Regions from separate parts of the Mus musculus genome. Here region 1 is linked to region 2. The links are chromatin contacts, called in public HiChIP or PLAC-seq maps. All regions are on one chromosome and are shown on one strand. The core of a region is the stretch at or near the end of the contact, and the rest is flanking DNA. Distances in the headings are between cores, read along the strand shown. Region 1 overlaps Iqca (IQ motif containing with AAA domain). Region 2 holds the start of Asb18 (ankyrin repeat and SOCS box-containing 18).

Region 1 (7,716 bases), core at 588-3,087, 46 kb after region 2:
ACTGTATCAACTGGACACAGTAGAGCAGCTGGGCAGACATGCTTGCTAAGGAGAAGGTCTCTGACTGCAGCACTCACCAGTGCAGTCTAAGAGCACAGAGCCCCTGACTGTCCATCTCACATCTGTCTTCAGGCAGTCCCTGTCATTACAAACGCCTTCACATCAGACACAGAGATGGGAAGGTTCCGGGGCTCTGTGAGCATTGCTATGTGGACTGTCTTGAAGGCTGCCCACCTCCCAAGCCCCAGATAGAAGACGTACTTCTCTAGCATCATGATAGCATGAGGGACCATATCATTCATTGGCTCTAACCTTATTTTGAACCCATTTTGAATGAAGTTTCTGACCTTCCCTAGGTCTACGAGTGCTTAGATGAGCATTTGGGGAACATGATTGATATCCCCTTAGATAACTTCTGGAGGGACAGGGCTTTGTAGAAGCCATACCATGGGTTGTGTGGCTTTAAGGTTGCAGCCTCCTGGAGGCCACATCTGTTAACATCCCCCCACCCCTGGTGAATAGGTAGGGACCATCACAAGGGGACTAAAGCATGCACACCCTGGGTCATTAATTTGTCACCTGTTAAAAGCGTAACACACATTTTCTTTTTTTCTTATACTCTTTCAAAGCTTTGTCACAAAACAGCAGCTTAGGCTACAAGGCCACAATGGTCACTCTGTGATAAGTTTGCTATCAGCATTGCTGTAGATAATACTTCTGGCTTGGGGATTACGATAAATAATGGTCAACTAGGTCACCTTGCAACATTTGAAAGCTGCTGTGGTGGATGAATAAGAATGGCCCCTTGAGTCCTTAGTCATTAGGGAGTGGCACTATTTGAGAAGGATTAGAAGGGCTAGGAGGCGTGGCCTTGTGGGAGAGTGTGTGTCACTGGGGCTGGGCTTTGAGGTTTCAAAAGGCCATGCCAGGCCCAGTTCTACAAAGTTCTTTTCAACTTTCTCTTGTGGCACTTGTTGGCATTCAATCTCATGCTAGTGTTTAGTCTTGGATGGAGTTTATTACCCACTTTGGGCTGTGTTGCCAAGTAACCTGACTCTGGGAAGAAGCAGGTCCAGCTGCTACTGGCTTCACGGTGTTCATGGTCACTGCGTGGATCCCATCAGTTTAAAAATGCGGGTTGTTTACAAGATCCTGCAGATGTCAGATGGAGGCTGAAAAGGCACAAAATACTAGACTGTATTTTTATATCCTATATGTGCCCTTCACTGTTTAACTGGGGTCAGAGCTGCAAACAGGCCATTTGATCATTTAAAAAGCATTTTGCCGAATGAGTGTGTGTGGCTCCAGCTTGGTAAGCCGAGGCAATAGCTTAGAAAGCAGATGTTGGGGTTTACTGCTATTTTCCTAAAGTTCTCCATATCCAGGGAAGAACCCTAAAACATCCAGGGCTCATGTCTGTAACTTACATGATGTAAGCATGTTCTGACGGCAAAGCCAGTATGTTCTGAGATCTGATGCCTGGAGAATAATCCAGGGTGAATGTGGCCAGTTGCCTGCTGGAACGGGCATGTTCCTTCCAACACAATCTTGCATTATTCTACCAACTTAATCACTGATCAGTAAGCCATTATAGGGCCAGGACATTTGTGCAAGGTGACTCTGACCTCAGTGGCCCAGGAGTTCCGTGATGAAGTTGAATGTCTGCTAACCCACCAAGTGCAAGGCCAAGCTGTTTCCATTCTGAGAGAAAAGCTTTTAAAGCCATCACGCTTCATACCAAACTGTGGCCAGGTACAACAAACGGAGCAATCAGGTGACTCAGCTCAGCATGGTTCCTTTGGCTTGAGTTGAGGATGTCCAAATGGCTGGAACAGCAGGGTCTCACCTATGCTATTTGCATGTCTTAAGAACCCAACATTCACTGTTACTGGAGGCTCTACCTGTCCCTCAACCTTCTAGAATCTTTGCCTGTCTATCTGTCTCTCCCTTGGTGGCTGTTTAACAACAGTAAGTACTTGGGTCTGCTAGTCCATACTCCTTTTGCGTATGTAAGAATTAACAAGAGAGAGAGAGAGAGAGAGAGAGAGAGAGAGAGAGAGAGAGAGAGAGAGAGAGAGAGAGAGAGAGAGAGAAAGAGAGAGAAGAGAAGAGAGAGAGGAGAGAGAGAGGTTTGACAATTTGCTATGAAAAATGGTCTCTTTTGCTCTTTTAATTTTCACTTAGCTATGGAGAAGCTTCATTTAAATTATGCAGATAGTTTGAGGTCATGGCCAATTAAATGTAACTGAACCTCTAAAGTCTAAAGTCGTGTGGGATAGTTCACTCTGTGGCCAGCAGAGGGCTCTTCGGTCCTATCAAATATCAAATGTCTCTGTCAATTACTGACCAAGCCTGATCTTCGTCAAAACAAGGAGGCCTCTATTACTGAGTCCTGTGAGTCCTCTGAGCACACTGCGCAATGGTCACCGCAGGCATCAGACCTCAGAACATACTGGCTTGCCGTCAGAACACGCTTACATCATGTAAGTTACAGACATGAGCCCTGGATGTTTTAGGGTTCTTCCCTGGATATGGAGAACTTTAGGAAAATAGCAGTAAACCCCAACATCTGCTTTCTAAGCTATTGCCTCGGTTTACCAAGCTGGAACCACACACACTCATTCCTTCACGTGTTTGCTCTTTATTCCATGAATACGGGCAGATATCTGCTTTTGGCAGGAAGGAGGGACCTTTGACAGTGGGACCCCTCCCTGCCAGCAGGTATGTAGTATCCTTGGTCTGTATGTGAGGTGTTGTCATATTGGAGAGGAATGGAAGGGTTCAGGCTACTGGGGGGAGTTCACATTCTAAATTTACCCTACTAAATAGGGGTCCATTTGAGCAGTATGTGAGGGTGTTCTCTTCTGTACACATTTCTATTGTTAATTGCTATCTTTTTGTGCTACATTGTATACAGTCAAGGAAGTGATTTCAGGTTCTAGCAAGAGACTACCTTTGTTTTGAAACTAATAACCAACAAAAGAGTAGAAGTATCCTAAAACTGGAAGCCTGACTGATGAAATAGAGGTAAACAGGCAGGGCAGAGGAGGAAGAGAAGGAGCAGGGATGCGGGGACTCATGGCACAGCTGCTCACTCTGGTGGGCACCGTGTTGTGGGCAGGCAGTGCTAATAGGAACTGGACAGAATGGTGCTGTTACATAAAGGGAAAGGGTTCAGATGCAGGGGCATTGTGTCACATGTGGTGACTTTGTGCTGAAAGTCCTGCTCCTCCCAGTCCACACTCTTCTACGTAAGGGCTGAAGGGCTCGCTCCAGGCTTCAGCAATGCTGGGGCAACTTGGGAAGAACAGGATATATATGGGACGAAGACTCAGGCACAAGTGACTCCCCGGGGCAGGGTTAACCAAATCAATACTTCATCTTCCCTCTGAATGTGTCCAGGGTGGAGAAGCATCCTTCCATCCAAGCCTGGCCACAGGTCACCTCCTCCCCTCCACACACACCCTCATTTACAACACCAGCAGCTCTGATTCTGTACTTGGGGACTTAATGTCCACAGTGTGTTCCCCTCACACCCTGCTGGCAATGCCTGTGCCCACAGTCTGACGCTCTCTTCTCTTTTGGAACTCTTTGGAGGGCTGTTATAACTGGTGCCACCATGGAGAAATGGGTCCCCCTTTTCCACCCTCTTCAACCCCCTTCTCCCCAGAGCCAGACACAGCTATACCTACCACATGGCTTTGTGGCCAAGGGACCTTATCATCCTTCTGTGGTCTTTTCCTTTTTCCAAGCTACTATGGCCTCAGTTTGGGGTGGACTTTCCCTCATGGTTCTGTCTGGGCTCCTTTTCTGATGTTCTCCCCTTTGACTCTGTCCCCTCCAGGACTAAGTTCTGAAGGCTCAGATAGTAGAAGACAAGCATGACCTTGTAATGTTGATGGCACGGCATTGTGGGTTCTGGACCATGGCACATGCGCACTGTGGGATGCTGGTGGTGGAGGCGGTATGTGGTGGAGATGAGTCCAGTACACTCTCCACACACCCTGCTTAAACCTGCCATTGACTTAAGACTGCTAGAAGCCAAGCTACATGCACAGGAAAAGGTTTGGGGATCCACCTGTACCCTACCCCTCAATCTGAAACTGCCTTCAACACACTGGAAGGTGACCCTGGCCTTCAGACAGACTCTCTGTCAGGACTTATGCTCAGAGTCCAGGCCCCTTGATTTTCATGCCCGATGCTGTACCATCTGTACATGATGCCCTGTTTCTGGTCCCCCTTTCCCTCTTCCCAATTCTCCTTATTCCTCAACCCCACACTGTGTATGCCTGTGTGGGTGTGCGTGCTCATGTGTGCATGCACACATGTATGTACATGTGCACGTGGTGCCAGAGATCAACCTTAGATATCATTCCCTGAATCCATCCTCTTTGTCTTTATGAGTCGTGACTTTTCCCTGGGCTCTGGGGCTTGCTGATGAGGCTAGGCTGGGCAGACCAGCGGGCAACAGGGATCCTTCTGACCACACCTTCCCGGTGCTGGGATGACCACAGCTGGCTCTCTGTGTGGATACAGGGGATGGATCTGAAGCTCCCATAATGCTTAGCAAGCACTTTACTGACAGAGCCATCTTTGCAGTTGCCCCCTTCCTTTCTTTATTTAGTCAGCTCATTTGAGATCATGTGTGGCCCACGTCACATATATGTCACATTCTTCACAGATCTAGGTTAGTCACACCACCGCACATATCAGCAGTATCTTGAAGTTATTTGTCAGAGTCCTCATCCCCAGGAGCTATGGAGCAGAGCTGTCTGGCTCCCCTTGGGACTGTAGCACGAGCTCTGGAGAGGAGCATATATGGGCAGAGTCCTCTCCTGGAGAAGAGACTGGGCCTAAGAGCTTTGGGCATCCTGTGCTCACTGGCTGCAGGCTAGCATGTCTGCATGACCTAGATGTGACCTCCTGGCTGAGCAGCCATCTTAGCCCTCTTCCCCTAGGACCTCACTCTTGTGCTGGCCCTCAGCTGCGTCACTGTGCAGGAGGAGGAAGAAAAGAGCTACGGGCCATCAGGGAAGAGCCAGCATCTCCCGGAGTCTAGGTGCAGGCTGGCGGGTTCTGTTGTTTATTCACCTCCAGCAAATCCTACAGAAGTCTGCCTTGCTGAGCCATGGCCTGGGTCCTAGGTTCTATAGTTAGCTACATCCTCAGGCTTCCTGCCCTTGACTTGCCTAAGCAGGCTCCTAATCCTGCCTTCCTCTGGTTAATTAAATGCAGATAGCTGCTCTGTCAGTCATGCTGGGGTAGGGAGTGGGGGAATGGGGAGGCAGTGGCCTCTCGGAGCATCTTTAATTGAATGACTCCCACTCCTGAGACTTCTGGGTCTTTCATTAATCAGCTACATACACAACAAAGGTGAAACCTAATGAGGTATGTGTCAGGCACCCAACACCAAGAGGTCTAGGCAGATGATGTGCTGTTCTACATTTTAATGGCCTGACATCTAGCATCTCCTGTCCACATGGTGTCCGGTTGTGATAATTCTGGTAAGTGCAGCAATCGCTTATCTATGATCAAGATGAGGGCTCTCACTTTCTAACAAGCTGAACAAAACGACCAGGTCACTGGCTGTGCCAAGAGTCACACCAGGAGCCGTGTAAGGAATGAAGAGACCCAGGCACACTCTGTGTGTTCATAACTCAGGCTATGAAACATGGAGGATGGTGCCAGACTTTGGGCATCTCAGGGCAGCACTATGACCCAGTTGTTCCCTCACTTCATGCCTGTGTCCATAGGCTGTTGTGAGATGTGAATAGGTTGGTTTCATTTCTGTTGTTGTGATAAAATATCTGGACTAAAAGCAACAGTAAAGTGGGGTGTTGGGGCTCATTGTCTTGTTTTTCAAAGACAGAGTTTCTCTGTGTAGCCCTGGCTGTCCTGGAACTCATTCTGTAGACCAGGCTGGCTTCAAATTCACGAAGATCTGCCTGTCTGTGCCTCCCAGGGATTAAAGGTATGTGTTACCACTGCAAGGTGGGGTGTTGGGGTTTAACCCAGTGGTACAGTGCTTACATAGCAAGCAAAAGGCTCTGGGTTTGGACCGCAGCTCTGGGGGGGATGGGTTGGAGGAAAGGGGATCAACATAGTGTAGGAAGAAGTTGGCTTAGACTTCTAGGTTGCAGTCCATCCTTGCGAGGAAGGCAAGGCAGACAGTGCGGCTAGTCAGACCGCATTCACAGTCAGGAGTGGAGGGGAATGGATGCATGCTGCTCTCTTGCTTGCTTATGCTCAGCTTGATTTCTTTATTCTTACACAGCTCAGGACCCCCTGCCTGTTAAATGGAGAACTAGAACTTTCTATGTTGATTAACCACCAAGATAATCCCCACAGACCAATCTGACCTAGGTAGTTCCTCTCTGAGACTCTCCTCCCAGGTGATTCTAGGTGTTGTCAAGTTGACGGTTTGAACTAACCAACACAGAATACACAGCAGTGTGCAGAAGAATGTCCGGAAGCTGGGTGTGGTGGCGCACACCTTTAATCCCAGCACTCGGGAGGCAGAGGCAGGCGGATTTCTGAGTTCGAGGCCAGCCTGGTCTACAAAGTGAGTTCCAGGACAGCCAGGGCTACACAGAGAAACCCTGTCTCGAAAAAACAAAAACAAAAACGAAACAAAGAATGTCTGGAGGTAGTTAGGTGCTTGGAAATGCTGATGGTTACAATTCATGTGTGATAAAGACTTGCATCTAGGATATACAAATAATTCTAACAAACTCTGAAGCCAATAGCTCATGGAAGGTAAGCAGCCGGCGAGATAGATAGTGAGATAGTGAGATAGTGAGATAGTGAGATAGTGAGATAGTGAGATAGTGAGATAGATAGTGAGATAGTGAGATAGTGAGATAGTGAGATAGATAGTGAGATAGTGAGATAGTGAGATAGTGAGATAGTGAGATAGTGAGATAGTGAGATCGTGCTCGCTCTATAAGCATGAGGACTTGAACTGGCTCACCTGTCAATCAGCATCCACTTAAAACAGCCAGGCATTGGTGTCTGCTTCTATTTCTAAGGCTGGGCTGGTGGAGACAGACAGATCTCTGGTGCTCACTAGCCAGCCAGCCCAGCCTAGTGAGACCAGACCAGAGAGAAGCCCTGTCTCTTGAAATGAGTGGATGGTATCTGAAGGATGACACCCAAGGTTGACCTTCCATTTTCACATGTGCTGACACACACAGCTGCATGCTAACCCCTACTTACACAAGTGCACCCATACATGAAAACAAAACCACACACCCACTTGCCCATCCATCCATACAAAGTAGGCAAGATCCTCAAGAGATAGTTTGCAAGAGGAGTCATATAAACAGAACACATCAGGTAGGCATCCCATTACCAGAACTGTTGCACTGTAGGATTCCTTTGCTACAATCATGGAAGAAGGGAAGAGCGACACTCTCTAGGGCCCTGTGGAAAGAGGCAGCTGAGGGAACAAAGCCCTCTGCTACCTTCTCTCATCTGAGTTGTACTGGACCAGCATCCCCAGGAGAGACTCACTTCTACCATCCCCATACTTTAGAGCTCTGAGAAGGCAGAGTCAGCCTAGATGCTGTGTGCAGCCACACTGGATTCTATAGTCAAAGCTGACACTGTAACAGCTAAGGTGAGCTGACCAGCAGGGGAAAAACCTCAAGGTCCTCAGCCAGATCGAAATTACATCTTGCAAAATCTTCATATAATGTATAGAAGATTCGCATCTGA
Region 2 (6,693 bases), core at 1,239-3,738:
CACACACACACACACATACACACACACTTGGGCACACTATTAAACTGTTAATTTCATTATGAATTCTCAAAACTGGTAATTTTCATGCTGCTGGAGGCTATGCTAAAACGTGCTTTCTTACTTCCTTTTGGATAGTGGAAACACATGGCAAGAAAATTTCATATTCATGTACCAGCCATATGGCTCCCAGAGACTTATGTGAAGGGAAGGCCTATATAAGAATGAAATCGCACAGATGGTATCAAAGACTTATATCACAGCATTGTTTATAAGAACAGTAGCATAGGGCTGGAGAGATGGCTCAGCAGTTAAGAGCACTGATTGCTCTTCTGAAGGTCCTGAGTTCAATTCCCAGCTACCACATGGTGGCTCACAACCATCCGTAATGAGATCTGATGCCCTCTTCTGGGATGTCTGAAGACAACTACAGCGAGCGGGGCAGAGCGAGCAAGTAGGACTGGAGCGAGTGGGGCCAGAGCAAGAGCTAGAGAGTTGGCTCAGTGGTTAAAAGCACTGACTGCTCTTCTGAAGGTCCTGAGTTCAAATCCTAGAAACCATACAGTGGCTCACAGCCATCTGCAATGAGATCAGATGTCCTCTTCTTGTGTGTCTGAAAACAGCTACAGTGTACTTACATATAATAAGTAAATAAATCTTAAAAAAAAAAAAACCCAGTAACATAAGGACATTCTTCCTCAGGCATTTGGTTTAAGGGTTTTGTGGCTAATCACCATATGTGATGGATGGGTTTAGAAAAACCAGGCAGCTACATAGATTTATTTTATTTTTAATTATGCACGTGCATGCATAGTTAATAAATAAATGTGTGTACATGCATGAATTTGTAAGTGTACGTGCAGTGACTGTAGAGACCAGAAGAGGGCGCCAGATCTTCAGAACTAGAGTTAATAGGCAGTTGTGTGCTCTCTGACTTGTATGCTAGGAACTCAACTTGGGTCCTCTGTAAGAGCAGCATATGCTCTTAACCACGGAGCCGTCTCTCCAGCCCCTACTGTCGATCTTTTTGGATATGAAAAACGACCATCAAATGTGATGTAGCAGTGGGCCTGTGAAATTTCTACCCCTCAAATAGGGGAAGAGAGAAATGGACGTGAAGATAGCTGGTCCTGGGGCAGAGCAGAAACCCTGCTTTTCTCTCAATTATTTTGTGTGACGCTGAATTTGGGCCAAGGCAACACACACACATGCCCTCAGCACCTGTGATACGCATGTGTGTAAGTGTTGCTGAAGACGACTTCACCTGTGCCAAATCCTAAGAACAGTACCACAGTGGACCAGAGGGGGGCGCTCACTCATTCTTGGTATCTACAACTCACAGAAACTGTCAGAGCAAAAGCCACCAAGACCTGATACAAGGAAGTGCTTCTGTAGGTAGCCTGTCTAGTGGCTGCCTGTCTAGTCCAAACAGATGTGGCCCTGGTGACTTACATATTTATTCTGCAGTTGTGGGGATGGAACCCAGAGTCCTGGACACGCTAAGCAAGCACTCTATCACCCAGTGACAGCTGAACCCTCAGCTAAGGATCTTTGCACCGTTGTCTCTGGTAGTTCTTGGCTACTTGTGGTTTGAGTGAAAATGACCCCCATAGGCCCATAGGGAGCGGCCCTATTAGGAGGCATGACCTTGTTGGAGTAGGGGTGGCCTTGTTGGAGGAAGTGTGTCACGGGGGGGGGGGGGTGGGCTTTGAGGCTTCAGAAGCTCAAGCCAGGCCCAGTGTTTCTCTCTTTCTTCCTGCTGCCTGCCAATCCAGATGTAGAACTCTCAGCTACCTCTCTGGCACCGTGTCTGCCTGCAAGCCACCATGTTCTCCGCCATGACAATAATGGACTAAACCTCTGAACTGTAAGCCAGTTCCAATTACATGTTTGCCTTTATAAGAGTTGCTGTGGTCATGGTGTCTCTTCACAGCAGTAGAAACCCTAACTAAGACATATCTTTACAGCTTCCCCTTGCCACCCACCCTTGAACATACCCACAAAGTACTGCCAACACAGTGTCTACCTGCCAACACAGCTGCCGTCTTGGAGAGTCTCTCCATTAGTTATTTAGTTTAACACATAGCTATATAAGAAATGGATAACAAGGGTATGTCACCCTGTTGGAACCCTTGCCCCTGTCTCCAGAGCAGACCCCAGCATGCATTAGTAATTGGCCTGTGGCCTCCTGTGGTTACCTAGCAGTACGCCCGTGGGCAGCTCGGCTGAGGGCTCCTTCATCCAGTCATCATTAGCAAGTTCTATTACGGCGTCCACAGGCTCCACCTCAGTGCAGATCAGCTTCTGTACAGTGTCCTCGTCCCCAGTGGCCAGAGCAGACTTTAATCTCCTCACTATGTCTGAGCTGAGGGGGTAATCTGGGGGCGAGTCCCAGCTGGACATTGTGGTATCTCTCCCTGTGCAGGGCCAGCCTTCTTCTCTTCCTCTAATGCATGCCCAAAGTTAGCCCTGTCCCCAGAGCAGGACAGATGGCTATAAATAGAATCAGGGCTGGGTTACCGTCAGCTGGGAGGGACACGCTGCTTTCACCTTGCCTTCAGGGCCGAGGAGGCCTCTTCCAGGGCCTTACTGTGCAGGCTGCTGGAGAGATGGCCACTGGCCCATTCTGTGTATTTGCAGAAGTAGCAAAGCTCTTTAGAGGTGACTTTGTTTACTTGAGAGGGTTGGATAGATTACGTTTCTCACTGCTATGACCAAATACCTGACTGGAAGCAACTTAAGGGAGGGCTGATTTTGGCTCATAGTTGGAGGGGCTACAGTCCATCACCTTTGGGAAACCATGGTGACAGGAGCATGAGGCAGCTGGTCACATGACCTCCACAGTCATGTAGCATAAGCAGAGAGGACAGGGGATGAGGCTAGCCCCTATGACTCACTTCTTCCATGGACTCTTCACAATCTTCCACAACAATGTCACCAGCTGGGGACCACTTATTCAAACACACAGGCCTTCGGGAACATTCTACATCGAAACCACACCACTAAGTAGCTTGGGCTGAACTCATCCTCCTGCCTCAGCCTCTGGATTGACGACAGTCATGTGCCTTACGCACAGCTCAAAGATGTTGTTGAAGGCCACAGTAATACACCTGACCTGGTCTTGGGCCTTCTGCTGTATTGAGGCAGGGCATATGCTGATAGTCTGTATTATGTATTTACTGTTTGATATATAGACATGTGGTCCAGGATGGCCTCAAACTCCCAATCCTCCTGCCTCCTCCTCCTCCCGGGTACTGGGATGACAGTCTTGTGCCACCATCTCTAGATTTATGTGGGGCTGCAGACGGAATTCAGTTCCTCCCAATGCTAGGCAAGTGCTCTATCCACCGGGCCCCATCCCCAGAGCTGGCCTTAGTGTGTTGAGTGTATGCTCTCACAGGCAGATGATTTGTTGTGAGGCCAGGGAGTGGCCTCGGGGACTGTGAATGTGGGGGAAGGACTGTATAGAAGCAGTGGCACTGTGCAGGGCTGCCATCAAGCCCCAAATCAGAAGGGAGGTGAGGGCCCAACACTTGTTAGGCAGATAATAGGATGACAGTGTCTCAAAATACGGCCCTCGCCGATCTTAATTACCCAGCGATCTGCTGGGTGGCTAATCAGCGGCACATGCACTATGCTAATGACCCCGGCTAATTCTGTTATAATGTAATCCTTTATCAAGTCTGTGATGTATAAATTAGGAATTGAAATGTAAGTAACGCAAATTATATTTAAGGCAACAAGCATTTCTTTATTTCAGTGTGACAACTCCTTGTCTTTGCTTCTTTCTCTTGTGGATGAACTTTTCCTTGTCCCCATCCTTTATGATGTGAGAAGGAAAGTCAGTCACTCTAGCTGCCCCTGTACCCGACCCCACTTATTTCTTAGACACCACGGATTTTGCTTTCTCCTTCAGTGGTTGTCTTTGAAAGATTTGCGGTATGTGTGACACTCGTGGAAGGTAGATCCCAGCTTCCTCTGATGGGGTGAGGCATCCTTGATCTTTTAAAACTTTTAAACCATCGTGGGTAGGAACAAAAGCCCTGTATTTGCAGGTAACTCGATTTTCTCCTCTTTGTATGTGTGTGATGTATGTATATGTTTGTGTGTGTGTGCATGTGCACTGTGGGTGTGCATGCACAGGTGTCTGTGTCTATGTGTGTGTGTCACTCTGTCTCTCTGTCTGTCTGTCTGTCTGTCTGTCTGTCTCGATCTATAGGCCAGAGGTCAACATCAGATGATTTTAGTTTTTAATGGTTCTACCTTATTTACTGAAGCAGGTCTTTCACTGACCCTGGATCCGCTGCTCCATCTGGCCTGGCTGACTAGCAAGCCCTGTGTCTGTCACTCCAGTGAAGGGCTTAGCACTATGCCCAGCTTTTACATGGGTGCTAGAGACCCCCAAGTCCTCAAGCTTGTGTGGCGGGTACTACACTGACTGAGCTATCTCTTCAGACCTTTGTCTGCATAGATTTATGATTAAATTTAGCCAATTCTGAGATGATGAAAAAGCTATGTGGTACAGAATCTCCCTATATAGTCCAGTCTGGCTAAAACTTGCCCTCTTCCTGCCTCAGCCTCTCTAGTGCTAGGGTTACAGGCTCAAGGTGTCACTTCTGGGAAGTGGTTGGGATGAAATCCATTAGACCGCAGGCCCCATGATTGAATCTTAGTGGCTTTGTAAGAGAAAGAGAGTCACACACAATGCTCACTGCCTCTTGCCAGACATGGCCATGCCACTTTGGAACTCCATCATAAGAAGGCCATCACTAGGTAAAAACCTGTGACCTTGTACTTCCAGAACCTTGGGACACAAGAAAACTTTCTTCTTTATAAAGTCACCTGCTTCAGGTACTTTATTATAGCAACAAAGAAGAATCTAATTGACCCTTCTAGTGGCTAATCTACTGGCATCCCCGATGGAGATCCAGAGGAGCCAGGGACTTCTCAATCTGACTGACCATCTCTATCATCCTTTCTAGCTGTGTCTCTCACACTTTGTCAAAGGTGACAGTTTCAACCAAGGCATTAGAGTGAACGGGTTCACTGCTCTGTGGCAGGACTGGCTTGCCCATCATCCTAGTGGGTGGTGAAATGGTTTTCATGGCAGCTATTTTTGTAATGAGGGAGCAGGGTCATTCAGTTTTTTTCTGTGTTTTTTTGTGGGCTGTGACACCATCCAGGCATGATAGGGGTTTCTGGTGACTCTGAAGATCTAAGCAATGCCTAGATGGAGACCAGATAAGCAAACCTCTGGATTTTCTACCAGACCCATCTCCCACTTACTGTTTCAAGACAGGGTAGTCTGGGATGGTCTTGAATTCATGGTGATCCTCCTGCCTCAGCCTCCTGTTGACCACCACACTTCACTGGTAAACCCCTTTGGAATCCTGACTGAGGCCAGGTTCCCTTGCTGTGCTAAGAACATTACAAATCTTATACGGTGGGCTGATGACAACTCTGGCTGGTGACAGCTCTGGCATGTGCCTGCATTTTTCTAAAGCCATGTGGGTGTCATTGTGTTTTGTTTTCTCAGAGCTCAGGAGCAGGGACTTTTGCTTTCTCACTTGGCTCATGAGGAACCAGGCAGGAAGTCAGTGACAGAAGTCACACTGCTTTGTCCTAACTAGGGTGACCATTGCTGTGATGAAACACCGTGACCAAAAGCAACTCGGGGAGGAAAGGGTTTATTTAGCCTATGCTTCTACCGCACTGTTCATCACTGAAGGAAGCCAAGACAGGAACTCAAGCAGGGCAGGAACTGGGAGTCAGGCAGGAGCTGATGGAGAAGCTGTGGAGGAGAGCTGCTGATTAGCTTGCTGCTCAGCCTGCTTTCTTATAGAACCCAGGACCACCAGCCTAAGGGTGGCACCACCCAGCATGGTCTGTGCCCACCCACATCAATTAGAAATGAAGAAAAATGCCCTGTAGGATTTACTACGAGATCATGTGCAGGACATCTTCTCAGTGGAGCTTACCTCCTCTCAGACGACTCTAGCGTGTGTCAACCTGACATAAAACTAGGCAGCACACTGCTGTGCTTCCAGAGGACCTTGGTTCACTGTCCAGCAGCCATATAGTGACTCACAACAGCCTGTCACTCCAGCTGCCGGGTGTTGGAACAAGGTCAAAGGCGTGGAGCATGGTGAACAAGGCCTTGGGGAACTGTGAGAGAGGCTCCAAGAAAAAAAGGCAGAGGGTCTTTTACCTTAGATTCATTTTGGTCCCTGGATTGTTCTTGGACTTAATTTCCTGCCTCGTGTGACAAACATTTACCTTCAATTTATAAGACAGTTTTTTCTTGTTGAACATCAGAACATATCTATAGAACCCAATCTGACCAGTGTACCCTGAATGTGGATTTGGCCTTCTGCCTCGCTTTCATGCCAGACAATTACGTTTCCATTGCTCTGGACTGAGAAAATTCTGGGAAAGGGCTGCTCTATTAATATTTAGTATGGGCTTCCTGGCACTTATTTACAAGTTTTTCTGAACTCAAACAACCTTCCTTGAATCATTGCTTTCTTTGTTGCACTCATGTATAAAAGAACACTAAAACTGAAGTAAGCTGTCTACAGCATCAGACTGTAGTCTGCCCCATTCTTTCAGATCCTCAGATAGCAGGACCAGCAGACAAGATCTGCACAGAGCAGCTGAGAAATTGACACAGGGGATCTGACATCCTTTCCTGACCTC

What was found. HiChIP or PLAC-seq counts read pairs in DNA pulled down with a chosen protein or histone mark.
Region 1: an H3K27ac HiChIP or PLAC-seq map of embryonic stem cells shows a contact between it and region 2, with 5 read pairs. The contact joins the enhancer-like site here to the promoter of Asb18 in region 2. A contact is called at or near these places in 4 of 39 promoter capture datasets (embryonic stem cells, frontonasal cranial neural crest and stem cell-derived epiblast-like cells), 2 of 15 datasets of contacts at CTCF or cohesin (the NIH/3T3 cell line and embryonic stem cells), 1 of 484 Hi-C or Micro-C datasets (pancreatic cancer cells), 1 of 115 datasets of contacts at active chromatin or transcription factors (embryonic stem cells) and 2 of 9 other capture datasets (liver and pancreatic islet).

Annotation. Positions count from the first base shown.
Region 1 is chr1:90,058,459-90,066,174 of GRCm38.p6, forward strand. The region is part of intron 15 of Iqca (IQ motif containing with AAA domain); the gene reads right to left. Among named protein-coding and RNA genes, the nearest start is that of Asb18, 48 kb to the left of the region's middle. Within about 2 kb of position 1,838, at least 8 of the 459 cell types and tissues checked have an H3K27ac peak or open chromatin away from gene starts, as enhancers often do. A contact at or near this core is called in embryonic stem cells and pancreatic cancer cells, where this site is marked.
Region 2 is chr1:90,012,178-90,018,870 of GRCm38.p6, forward strand. It overlaps Asb18 (ankyrin repeat and SOCS box-containing 18), which reads right to left and starts at 2,489. Exons shown (of 5, transcript NM_001355134.1): 1 at 2,196-2,489. The coding sequence starts at 2,400.